Regions from separate parts of the Anas platyrhynchos genome. Here region 1 is linked to region 2. The links are chromatin contacts, called in public Hi-C maps. All regions are on one chromosome and are shown on one strand. Each heading gives the region's core, a stretch centred on a gene start, on an enhancer-like site or on the middle of the called end of the contact. The rest is flanking DNA. Distances are from core to core; before and after follow the strand shown. Region 1 overlaps SLC25A33 (solute carrier family 25 member 33). Region 2 holds the start of SLC2A5 (solute carrier family 2 member 5).

Region 1 (6,384 bases), core at 3,838-6,337, 170 kb before region 2:
TGATTGTAGAATATTTCCAGTAACACCGAAAGGGTCACTGTCCTTCAAAGACAAGGATCAGATCATGCTGCTATTCACTGTTCTGTAGCTGTAATACTTGTTTCATGGTTTCAAGAAGCCCTTTTTGAAAAAATCTTTAATTAAGAAGACAGCCAAGCATGTTTCTACATCAGTTTCCATCCGCTTCAGCGATTTCTTAAAACCTCCCTCAACACTGAATGTGGACAAAGCATAGAAGTTCACAGACAGGAGAAATAAATAACGCCGCTCTGACTCATTCACACGGGTACTATGAAACCTATGGAAAGCGCTGTGCCAGCCGAGCATCACTGTATTGTCTCTTGGCACAAAAATCTGTGAAGGCCAAAGCAAAAGGATTTCCAGCTGCACCAATATGCTTTTAAAGTGCCTTATTACTTCAGGCAGCGTTCAGTTTCTGAGCCTTGCTGGATGTAAGAGTCACAGGCTTGCACAGGTTACAAAGCAGGCGACTGCCAGTTGACTGATACAAACCATACATATAGATCTGTCTACCTATTTATTAGGCTCTTCTGTGAAGTCTTACATGCCTTTTCTCTGCCTCCTCGCATATGAGAGGATGACTTTTTGAAAAGGTGCTAAGGCTTCCTACAACAACATTACATAACAAGCACATGCAATACCTTTGCTATAAACTCTTTAGTTTGCACCAATATGAGGCTGTTGGAACCAGATGCTAGAGAAGAGCGTATTTACCTTTTCAGTAACATTGTGAAACACCAATTTAAGCTCTTCAGAGAGTGTGTTCCTTAACAGTCTCCGTAGCAAGCTTGCCAAGTACTCGTCTGTTTGTTTTCCAGAGAACGGGATGTTTCCAGCCTCACAGATTTTATTTTTAAATAGTCTCTGAACTTTGGCTCATTAGGAGTGCCTTTTACATACCTCTGTTTCATGAACTTGGTCACGTCTCCCGATCTCGCCCTTTTATGGAGATCAGTGCTGGATGTATTTCCTAGAAAGTATATCCTTCTACACCTAGTAATAGATCCTAATGTTTTCTGGCATATACAAGCACAAACCACATGTATGTTTCAGAATGAGCCACATATTGCCTCTGAATTCGTTCACATATCAATCACAATTATCCACAGCCCTCAGTCAAGACTGGTTTATTTGCCCAGGTCCTGCACAGACTGAAAGTCCAGTCCCTGCCTTACGATTCTTTCTACTCACTTTCTAGCTACTGAGAGGGGCAGAACACATCTTGAAGCAATAACAACCTGCAATAAATGCTTTAAAGAATTAAGTCGCATCTCAGAGCCACGCAGATGCCAATGCAGACATTCCTGCTACTGCTGAGGGGCTGGACACTGGGGTATTGTGGCAGACCATACGGAAGATGAATTACACTTACCTGCAGAACCTGCAGAACAGATGTGCACAATATTGCTGTTGGGTACAAAAATGCCATTAAATTGCTCTTTGGCTTTGGAGTAGCATGCAAAATAGACAGCTCTGTGGAAAATAACAGAAGAAAATCAATGTGATACTCATGACATCAAGTCAGACATGTTACTATTTTACCCCCTTCTGAAAAACAAGACTCCTTCTCCAAAGGGGCCTCCATATGACTGCTTCCATCTGCAAGTCTGCAGATGTTTTTTCTCCTTACAATACAATGCCACTACCTGACTTGACAGCCACAAAGCAGAAATATTTTACTTTCATACCAAGTCTGAGATGGGAGGCAACGTGGTCGTGCAGATAAAGCAAGTTGGATTGGATCCTAACATCGGCACTGGCATTAAATACACTTTGTAACCTCGGGAAAGTCACATCCCCACTCTGAGCCTATGCTAAACGGGGTCAGAGCTACAGCTGCCTTAGCAGCACTTCATTCTTGAAACACTTAACCCTGGGCTGAAATGAAAAACAGTTTTACCCACCTCAAATCCCTACATAATGCACGCAAAAAATAAAAACTCACAGCAAGATCTGCAACAGCCAATGCTTTAATATTAGCTAGGCACAAAATCTTCAGCCCTGCCAAGAGGTTGTCATTGGTATGTGTGGAAAGCAAACATTAGGTGCCTGCAAGGCTTCCAAATACAACCGTTATAGGTAGTTTTGTTGTTACTGTTTAGAAAAGAGTGGGGAGACCTTTGGGGTTATGTGGCAGCTTTGCAAGTCCATTCCCCTGACCCTCAGCTGCAGTTTTTCATTTGAGAAGAATTTAGGCAGTCAAGGACCAGACAGGTATTCCTGCTTCACCTTGCATCTAGCTCCTAGTCTGTTTCTGGGAAACACTTATATATTCCCAGGGAAGTGGTAGGCCTTACTAGAGAGATTAACATTAACCCTGCAGATATTTCTACAGTACATTCCCCTGTTTTCTAAAGCATAAAGTCATTGCAAAAGCCACTTAAGTGACTTACTTAAACTACACCTTAATTTAAATTCTCCTTTAGTGCTAGGCTAAAATATCCCCTGCCCCTCTCTTTTTGTTTTTGAAGATAGCATCATAAACTAAGTTCCACTGATAACAGAAAGCACAGGTCAAAAGAAGCAGCTAAGATACACACATAAAAGTTTACAGAAGCCAGTAAAATATGACAAACCTGTCATATCCAGGTTTCATTTATAAAAGGACAGGTACTGACTTTCATAATTTCATTACTTTTGAGAAGAGGATATGAATATTGATGAGAAGCAAGTTCTGAATATATTTAGTGATTGATACATGTAACTGAAAGACAGCGTCATACAAGTATAAAGCAAATTTTAAAATTATTTGTTGGCATATGCACATCTGATACTCTTCAAAATTTAAGTTTACAGATGGGATAATTTTCTGACCTATTCTTCTCAATCACAAACAAACTACAATATTCGGGTCGGTGCCTTCAACGAGTCTTTTAGCAATAGTTTAACTATTTACCTTGATGGTGCAACTCCAACCAAGTTTGGACCCAGACCTCGGAAGAGCGACCTTGGTCCTTCTTTTTCCAGAATTGACCTTAAAATAAAAACAAATAAGGGAAAAAATGGGTAGTATTTGGGTTAAAAGTTAAATTTCTTGTTCTGGCAGGTGGTCAAAAGAACTGTGCTAAAGAAATAAGTATTAGCTGTGAACCTGTTAGCTCTCAAGCTACACAACAGACTTGAAAATTAGAATTATAGACTACTGGATAAAAGCCACTGTGCTGTAAAACTTCAGCGTGCTACAGGCCAATGTGTGTTGTATGACAGTAGCTTACAATTTCCATTCTTTGAAAAACTGTCAGGAACTGAATTAAATAGTTTCACGGAGAATCCAATGCTAGTTGACTCTGATGAACATGGAATACTTTTGGCATTTTCTGTATCCAAGCAATTTAAGCAGTTCAGGAGTTTGTTGCCTGTATAGAGACATGGGGAAAAAAGAAAAAGGAGCCCTCTTCCCTTTCATAATTAGTTAGTCATGATTTTTTCCCCAGAGTGAAAGCTGAATGCAGCACCGTATCACAAGCTATGTCTCAGGGTAACTGTTCTGGTTTTGAGGGCATTCGGCATCCTTCCAAAGGAAACACCAAGCACAGAGGTACTCCTGTGCACCACTGCCACTGGATTTCATGGCCAGGTCTAAAGCAGGAAAACAACCAAATGATGTTTTCCTGCAATTCTGGAATTGCTCCAGTCTGGGTTTCCAAAGCCATTTTCAGCCATTTCCCCAGCAGCTGTCAAGTTCTGTACAATACCTTGCTCAGGTGCCTCATTGAAAAAAGAGCTAACCTTACAGAAATCTTTGCACTATTACCAGGAGACATATTCACAAGGAATAACCTGACAGACAAGCACTAGGAAACACCGCCAAGTGTTCACCAGTGACAGCCAGGTACGGTCTAGTCACCATCGGGATGTCAGTGCACAACCTGCTAGATGGCAGCTCTCCACTTTGAAGTCTTATGGGAAAACCGTGCAATAAAATCCAGATAACACCAGGTCCCAGGTGTAGTTCACGTGCACCTGTTTGAAATGCCCATTTTTCAGAGTTTGCTTTCTAGGTCATTAGCACTGTTGGGAACGTTCCCCACAGGGTCCAAAAACAAGCTCATTAGACAGAAGAAGATATAGGAGCTTCTGAAATGCTTTTTCTGCAGTGAAGTTGAACTTTCTGTGTAAACTCCAGGGCTGAGTGTCTCCAAGGATACAGATCCACCAACTACTTGTTCTTTGTCACTTAACAGTCACGACTGCAGCTTCCAGCTGGGGTGACTCATCAGAATCTTAAACGGATTAGACAAAAACAGCCTGTCCTTCTGGAGTGCTTTCTATTCAGCAGCAGGCTTAACTTGCCCTCCTGAGTACCTACTTTCGTTCTATTTACAGCAGTTAAGGGGCCTTCATACTCAACACCTTTAACTCACAGACAGATTTTATATGTATGGCTCTAAAGGGCTGCTTCTTTAGCCATATGGCTTTCCTAAAACAGAAAATTCAATTCACATCCAATTTGCTCATGCACGCATGACCAAGATTGAGAAAGGGGTGGAAGAGTAAGAGAGACCTAACTTCCTCCTCTTCTTTCATGCACTTGTGTTTTATCACAAAGATCACAATCAATAGCATTACCTGTACTTCATGGATACTGCCACCAAGGGAATGACAGGGAGCACGATTATTTTGCTCTCACTTCTTAATCCTCTGGGGTAAATAGGTGAAAAGCTTGGTGATACATGCAGCTGAGCAATTCCTAAGTAAAATGAACTCAGGATCATAGTCACCAAATTTAATGAGCTTAATAAATATATTAAACGGTTGACTCAATTTTAACCCCTTTTTTAACTCCCTAAAAGGAGGATCTCAGAGAAAGATGGGAAGAGGAAATAAACTGAGAACCTCGTGCCTTTAAGTTACCACTTCATTGAGTCAGAGCTCTCTCAAGTGCAATGCTGCAAGGAGCAAAAAAAGTACAAAGGGAAAAAAATAGATGAAAATCGAAGGCAATTGGCACTGCTTCACATTTTCAGTCACGGATTGCTCTAGATTCACCTCTGAATATACAAAGTGTTTGGCATGGGACAGAAGCAGTGTTTACAACACAGAAACTCAAGTCCCAGAATGACTCCAGCCATCTCGTTCTGCAGAGAATTTGAGTTAGCACTGTACTGTTATATAACCGTGCAGCTTCTCCCCAGGCAACCTGCCAAGTGTGTTGGCCTTACATAAATCATTCAACTTGTTTTGCTAGTCAAGTTAGCTATTTTCTTTGGCATTTCTACTACCTGATCTAAGCAGGACCTCCTCTGCATTACCCCGTTGCGTGCCCAGTGATCCAAATGTGGCGTGCCTCAATGCATTTGCGTGAGGTCTGAACCAGAACTTTACTGTGCTTTGATAGGAAATATAATAGTAGAGATTTGTCCTTCAGAGTTGCTGGTAAAATTAGTCAGCAGTTCTAAGAGACACGATTTCACGTTTCATCTTCTTTATGAATATACATCTGAAAAGGGAACAGCTAGAGCATCAGCTGCTGCAATCTGAACCAAGAAAAGTGACTAAATAATACAGGTGTCGACAGGACTGATGCACAATAATAATTACCTGAAGCAACATACTAATAATAAACAGAAGAGATCTCATTAGGACAGATACAGTTGAGGAAAAGATAAGAGCTTGCAAAGCTCTAAGTGTATTTTGGCAAGACTTCTGCAAAAAGTGCCCTTCCCTCACTCCTGTAAGTTTCAGTTACAGATCACCCACACGACAGAGCAGACAAGCACAGCTTAAAATATATGGGATCACAGAATTCTGGAGGTCACCTGGTTCAAATGGATGCTAAAAGCAGGGCAGGCTTCAAAGATGGATCAGGGGCTGGCATGAATCACTAAGTGCAGAGAATCAGAAACATCATTACAGCTCTGCTCCATTAAGGAGCAGAAAAGGCTCTCACTTCTAAATGAAGCTTCCAAGAGAGTTCGTGACAGGAAAAGGCTGAATTAAAACTTCCCTCCATCAAACAGGTAAATAGCTTGGGCAGTAATAGAAACAAGGATCTCTCACCAGCCACACAAAGCAAACTGGGAATGGCTCCAGGAAAGAAAGACAAGGAGTACACGACTCAAATTCAGTCCTTCATTGTACGAAGAACTGGCCCCAGCTAGTAAGGATTACCTGTTCCACTGCTCCAAGGAGATAATAAACATGACAATTCCCCATAAAACACAAAGACTATACTCTCTGTTGTTCAAAATAATAATAAATAAGTAAACCTTTCATCCAGAATATTTTCTATGACAGTTCTTGCAAGCTAAACAGTACCAAAAGTTTGTGGCATGTCCTATGTATTGATCCTTACAACTTAATAACTACCAAAAAGCTCCAATCTGAAGAGACAACTTAAAAATAATGCTTCCAGACACTTAC
Region 2 (6,715 bases), core at 3,579-6,078:
CAGTGCAAGAACTGGGGAGCTGCAGTTGGGGTGGAAGGGCTCCCCTGCGGGGTAGGGTTCTCCTCCTGTTGTATGGGTTCCCTGTCTGTAGGGATGACATGTGCATGTCTTCAGTACTGCACAGTTCAGATGCATTTAGTGCCCGAAGTGTTCCTGGTACCATAATCCAATCCCTGCTGCCATTTATCACAACGGGGGACTGCGGGTTGGTGACTCATGCGGGTTTATGTAAGAAATCTGCAGGAGCCCAACCTTGGCATCAGTTCTTTGTGACTTGAGGTACAAGGTTTGACACTGGATAATGCGCTTGATTTCGTCTGTGCAAGTGTCTTGATTCCTTGGGCTTGACCTAATGAGTGATAATTGCAGAACATGCAGGAGTTTCAGATTAAATCCAAACAGAAGCATTTGGGGCCGGGGCTCTGTGTGGGCTTCTGCCTGAGGCAGATTCTGATAGCACTCTTGTGTAGCTAAAGGTAGTAATTAAACTGGTAAGAGCAAGTTTGGAACAGCTGCAGCCTGGAGAGGAGGCTTGGGGGGATGTACTGTAGGTCTTTGGACCACTCTGACATATTTCTGGTTTGGTCCTCCCAGACCACAAAGCCTGAGAGAAGAAAAAAAAAAAAAAAAAAAAAAAAAAACAGGCAGATTTTTTAAAAATCAATAAACAGTTCTTTTTAATCTGTATAACAAGGTTTTTCAGAAAGAGCAGAAGGCTCAGGAATCGCTTGGGGAGGGACGGCAGCTGCCAGGCTCCCACTGCTCCAGACACCCAGCTGTTCCAAACCTGCTCACACTACTTTAATTTTAGTCACCTTAACAACATGCAGAACAAACTGCATGGTACAGTGACCTCATGGGACTAGGCAGAGGTGAGTCCTCTTAACGCCAAGTCTTCACTTCAGGAAATAACTTCATTAAGATATGAATACATCTGAGCCCTCTTGTACAAGACCTGTGTAGGCTTGGGAAGGTGGAGTCCTCAAGGGCTCATTAGCCCATTTCATGGGGCTGGAGAGGGGCTCAGTTCTTTAGCATCCCCAGAGCCTTTGAAGGCTAGATGCAAGCATCTTTTATCTCTGGTATAGATGACTTCAAGAAGTTTTGCCTGCTTTCAGAAGTTTTTTTTCTTTTAAAACTTCTAACAGCTAAGTAGCAACCTTGGTAGCTCAACCTTATGTTAACCCCATGTGGCTTTGAAAGAGGAGCTATATTAAAAACTGTTCTTGCAGAAAGGCAGGATAGTAAATCTTAAATGTTACAAGACTTAGAATTGTGCTGCGTTCATTTTTGTAGAGCCACCCCTGAAGAGATGGTAGAATTGTCACCAACTTGGCTGAAGGAGCAGGGGAAAGCAAAGCCAACAAAATCAAAAAAGACTCCTTGTTCTCAATTTCCCTTTTTCCATAACAGCAGAGTGCTGAGAAATGCTTTTGGAACAATGTGCAGCTTGACAGAGTAACATTCCCTGCTCCTCGGGGTTCGGGGAAGCATGCTGGTTCGTGAAGATCAGCTATTGGCAACAGCACCTGTGCTGATACAAGTGGAAAATCTCTGACAGAAGCCTTCATGCAGGCAAGGCCAGAGAAGTAAAAACAGCCAACGGAGAGGTTCCTAGAAGTGTCTGTAGTTTCTAACACTGCAGCTGATCACAGCCTAAATAGAAGCAGGGATGGGATAACGGGAGAGGAAGGGTCTGTGGTGGGCTGCAGAAATGCGTGGCTGCTCCTGGCAGGTCCCCTTTAGTCTTGGCATGAAGTGTAGGAGCGCAGCGCTCCCTGCAGCATCAGCTGTCTGGGAAGAGGTCTGAAGCCTTCCCTGTTGGGCGTGGGCTGGAGAAGTTTGATTCTGAGCCTGTTTTCCCCCATGCCTGTTTTCAGCTTCTGCAGGGTGATGCCCCCTGCAGCAGGCCTCTTGTCCTGCCCCAGAGCAAACCTGTGCACCCTGGTGCAGGAAGAAGGGTACGGTTTGGGATTTTAACTGTGCTTCATGTTGTGCAGGTGCAGGATCACCCCGGAGTCCCACAGAGGGAGCTAAAGGCTGGGGAGAAGCACCGCTGGAGTGGCCGAGGAAAATGAAGATGTCCCAGTCCTGGACGTGCAGATCCCAGCTGCGGTGGTCCTGAACTTCACTCAGGATCTTCTGGAAGATGCTGTTTGGCTGCGCTCCAGCCTCCTGGATTTCTTCCCTCCTTCTCCTCTCCCTCCACCATAAATTTTAAAACTGTTTGGGGTTTTGCTTTTCTGTCTGACAGGGCAAAGATGTTGTTGTGAGTTCTGGGGTCAACTAATAGGGGGATAGGGAAACTGTAGTAGCTGCTGGATGGGACTGTCCTGGCACGGGTTTCAGTCCTGAGGTGTGAGGCCTCCCAGGGAGCTCTGACCTGGCTCCCATTTTTCACTTGAATACAGACGACGGCGTGCAGACTCATTTGTTTGGTGGCGATGGATGGTTCCTCTTCACGTTTTATTCCTCCTTGGTGGTCAGGGGTCATCATCATCACCAGGGTGCGTGGCAGCTGCATGCTTTTTGCCTCCTGGGGATATCTCAATTCCGCAGACTCCTGGTGCCGAGGGGCACCTGGGCTCAGCAGCCCGGCCTCCAGTGAGGACGGCCCTCACCGTCCACAGGAGGGTGCCTGGCACGTGCTGGCCTCGTGCTGGCCTCCAGCCAGCCTCTGCCATAGCACAGCCCATGGCCTGCTCCTGTCCTGGGAGTGTTTGTCCCGGGAGTGCTGTATCAGGGCCAGGGAGGGGACGGTTTGTTGGTTGAAGATACTGCGTTAATTTATTTACAGCTCCTCCCTTGCTTGTGTTTTTTTTTAAATATTTTCTCCAACTTCTACAAAATAAAGTTCCGTTTCTTTACCGAGATGTTGTTCAAGCATGTTGTGACAGGCCTCTCGGTGCCTTGAAGGATTTGGGTGAGGGGCTGTCGTGAGGTCAGTATTCAGGTTTCTTGTGTGTCTGGCCTAAAGACTGGCCAAGGCATGTGTCAGAAGACAAATCTCTTCTACTGATACATAAATGAATATCTCTTCCTATCATTCTATACATATAGAAATGTAAACCTTCAATCAGTCTGAGCAAACCTGTCCACTGCTATACATTATGTTCAGTTCCCCCAGCTTATTGCTATGATCTGTGGAAAAAACAGTGTGTGGGACTTGTTTCCCATAAGTTCTGTTGACCTTACAGGCTGTGGTGCTCCAGCTGTGTGAGATCACAAATGTTACCTAATCGTGAGATTACCAATTAATTTTTCTCCAGATGAGGCCATGCTGTAAGGTAGGTGGGACTAATGCTGGGCACGGCTGGAGCTTTCCCAGGGCTTGCCCAAATAGAGAAAATTCAAGTCTTTATGGCAAAAATGGGCAGGCTGACAATAGTAGTGCTGTGTAAGTCGCCGTGCATTCACAGCTGTGAATGAACTTTACTCAGATTAAAACTTTGGCCATTTTACAGAGCTCGAAGCAGCCGGGGCCCTGGAGCAAGGAGTGGTGCTGGCCCGTGGCTATATTCAGAACTGATTGAGCAACAGTCTGTGTTACTGATTGATTGCACAATGCTTCCCATGTGAGGTATCTGCTGCTCTGTGGCTTATAGCTGTGCCCCAAATTTAAGTGGTTGATCCTAAAATGTTCTCTGCTGGAGGCCTGCTGCATGGCAGGCGAGGAAACCGAGCCTGGATGCTGCAGAGAGCAAGCAGAGGGAAAGGTGTTTGTTCTGCAGTGGTAGAAGTGACTGAAAACCCCTTGAGGTATTTTGGCTGCTCTGTCAGGGGGGTTGCATCAACGCCCTGCCTTGTGTCTGCATTGCAAGCCTTTGAAAAAAAGTTATCTTGTATGTCAAGGGTTGTCTTTTAGTTTATCCTCTATACTGTGATGTCTTTTGGCCCCTTGGAGCTCCTGTGCTCAGTGTGCTCCAGTGCATGGAGCTGGGGTTGGGGCAGAATGAAGGACGGGAGCCGTGTGCTGGCTTCCAGTAACCATCCTGGGGGGGCTTTGGAGCTCACAAAAAGCTCTTAACAAAATTTTAAGGACTAGTTTGCAATGAACCCTCAGAGTGGAGGAGAGGGGTCTGTGTGGAGGAGGCAGGTGTGGGATGCAGGGGCAGATCGGATGGAATACGACAACAAACTTTGAAATGAGGGGAATAAAGAACAAAAAGCTGTAGTGGCTGCAGGGTGCTTGCCCACACTGCTTCCTGAGGCAGGAGTGAGTTAGACCTTGGTGAGTTCACCCCTCACCGTTGCATTCATCTGCTGGCACTGGTTTGGTCATTGCAAAATACCATTCCTCCTTTTCTTTTCTTATTTTCACGAGATATGAGTCTAATTGTGCAAGGTGATCCCTGGCTCCAGGAGTGAGCCAGGGGTTCTGCAGTGTGGGAGGGTTTAGGCAGCCTTTCACTTTGGGAAACCTGGAGCTTGTGGGTTTAATGAACCATCTGCTTCCAAGCAGAGGATGAATTTCTTGTTGCTGAAAGCAGAAGAGCTTGGAAAACTAATTTCTGGCTGTGTCACTACTATCTCCTCTCCTCAAGAGGAAGAACGGTTCTGGAGATGAGACCTGAGTGCTCTAATGCTGCCAAAGCAAACATTTGCATTGTACAAATCACTTCTGCTACTCAGAAGCAGCAGGGATGTCTCTTGTGCTGGGCTGAATGAATTCCCCAAGTCTTGCAGTCCTTGCAAACCCACAGGGAACCACAGGAATCGATGCAGGGTGGCGTGAGCTGGCAAAAGGCAGGTCTTGGCTGGCATAGTCAGTGCTTCTGTCCTGCACGGAAAAGTGAACCCACTGAGGTCCAAGAGGGCAGCGGGGGTATTTTGAATGGTCGGGTGCTTCTGCTGAACAAAGTGCAGGTGGAGCTTTAATGTCTGGGCATTCCAACACTTCCCAAAGCATCTGCTGCATCTCACAGCCATGCCAATGGAGAAAGGACCGGACGGTTCCCAGTCCAACTTATCAGGGCGTGACACGGTAAGTTTACAGACCTGCCTGCTCCTCTGTGCTTATTTGGGGGATGTGTGGGTGATTGTGGCTCTGCTGAGATAGCCTTCGACAGTAGCTGTGGAAAGGAGAGAAGGATGCTACCCGGTATTACCTCGTGCAGCAGAAACAGGGTCTTGATTACCTCGGAGTTGTAGAGCTCCTTGTGTGTCAGTGTTTATCTGCAGGATGTGCCTGTTTCATCCAGCACTCTGGGTAGGCATTCAGGCTGCCATGTCTGCCTCTTAATTGCCTGGAAGCCATGGATGCAGCTAATAAAGCACTGCCTGTATACAACTCGTCTGCAGGCAAATCGCTTGTTACCTAAATTACAGTCTCGCCAGTAGCTCAGGGCTGCGTTTGATATTGATTTAGCCTCGCTACACATGCAGTTCCTTCCCAAGGAGCAGGTGAAAAGGCTGCCAGTATCAGTCCCTGGGCGTGTTGTGCTGCGGGGTGTCTGCTAATGAGGCTCCTTACCGCAGGCACTGCCATCAGCAGCATCACCAGCCTCTAACCTAACCACAGCTTTTCCACTGCTCACTGCTGATGCACTCGGCTGCATCTGTCTCCAGCAGATTTACTCTCCTGGAAACGAAGCCTCACCTCTAAATTATGCTTGCCCCCTCTTGCCAAAGATGGCAGGGCTCTGTAGGATCCAGCTCTGGGCGCAGACAGTTGAGTTGGTCGTAAATAGTTCTCTGCGTGCTTGCATGGGAGCTCATCATGCAGTGGACAAGCGCAGAGGAGAGAAGATAACAAAGCTGGGTTAATGCCTCCAGGCAAATGCACTCCGTGCTCTAGCAGATGTAAGAAGCTTAATATGTGCAGCAGCTGAGATGAGAAAAGTGCCTGTAAAATTCCTGTGAAGTTGGCTCTGCTCTTTGCTCAAGTCCAACGGGATCTGAGCAATTGGAGGCAATCGTTATTTCCCTGCAATTACTGCGAAAGTTCAAGGAGAAGTTTGTTCACAATCCTGTCCTCCTTCATTGATATCTCCCAAGCTCAGGGCCAATTACCACCTCAGGGAGGTTGTTGCCAGACTCCTGCTGTGATTGGCAAATATTCAAAGTGTTCTACTGTCATAAGCAAATATTTATTCTCTGATGAAGGATTTCTGATGGCAAATACGTGTCCTGTTTGATTTCTGTCTATAACAAGGTTATTTCTTCAAACTCAGAGAAAGAGTTTATAAACCATGACAGATGTCATCTTTCATATGATCACTGGATATTGGAGTGGCTGCCCGCCTGCCAAGAGCTCCCAGAAGAATGACACTGGCTTCAAAAAGCAGAGGTTTTTCATGAGAAGCTTGTCCTTCAGAATTCCCCAGCTATGGGGCAGAGCGAGTCACCTATGAAGCTTTTTCCCTCTTCTGACCCAAGATCTATGAGTGAGCTATAACCTGTCCCATTTATTTTGGGGTACTTTGAAGGGTTTTGAAGGTAACGTGAAAAGCTGAGTTAGCTCCAAGTGTCCCTGTTGGTGCCAGCTAGCTGTAATCCCTCAACGGGAATGCTGAGGCAGGATAAGAGTTTTTGAGCTAATGAATATTCTGGTTTGCATCTCTGTTCAATTAAGGCCCCCAAGGGATATGTAGGGCCATGATGCATGAGCAAGCTTTTGGGATGTGAGCCACTGAGAACAGTTTCCATCAGAAAACTACTGAGTGGGCTATGTGGGTCCTGTGGGTTCCAATTTATCACAATCTCCAAGCAAACA

What was found. A called contact is a pair of places that touch in the nucleus more often than the background predicts.
Region 1: a contact with region 2 is called in a Hi-C map of skeletal muscle, with 2.6 times the contacts expected there. The contact joins the enhancer-like site here to the promoter of SLC2A5 in region 2.

What each region holds. Positions count from the first base shown.
Region 1 is chr22:4,158,529-4,164,912 of IASCAAS_PekinDuck_T2T, reverse strand. SLC25A33 (solute carrier family 25 member 33) reads right to left here. Exons shown (of 7, transcript XM_027443204.3): 3 at 2,918-2,995; 4 at 1,394-1,494. Among named protein-coding and RNA genes, the nearest start is that of TMEM201, 11 kb to the left of the region's middle. Within about 2 kb of position 5,087, at least 1 of the 8 cell types and tissues checked has an H3K27ac peak or open chromatin away from gene starts, as enhancers often do.
Region 2 is chr22:3,984,275-3,990,989 of IASCAAS_PekinDuck_T2T, reverse strand. It overlaps SLC2A5 (solute carrier family 2 member 5), which reads left to right and starts at 4,828. Exons shown (of 12, transcript XM_021269451.4): 1 at 4,828-4,984. The coding sequence starts at 4,928. GPR157 (G protein-coupled receptor 157) reads left to right here. Exons shown (of 9, transcript XM_072026989.1): 9 at 2,001-2,871.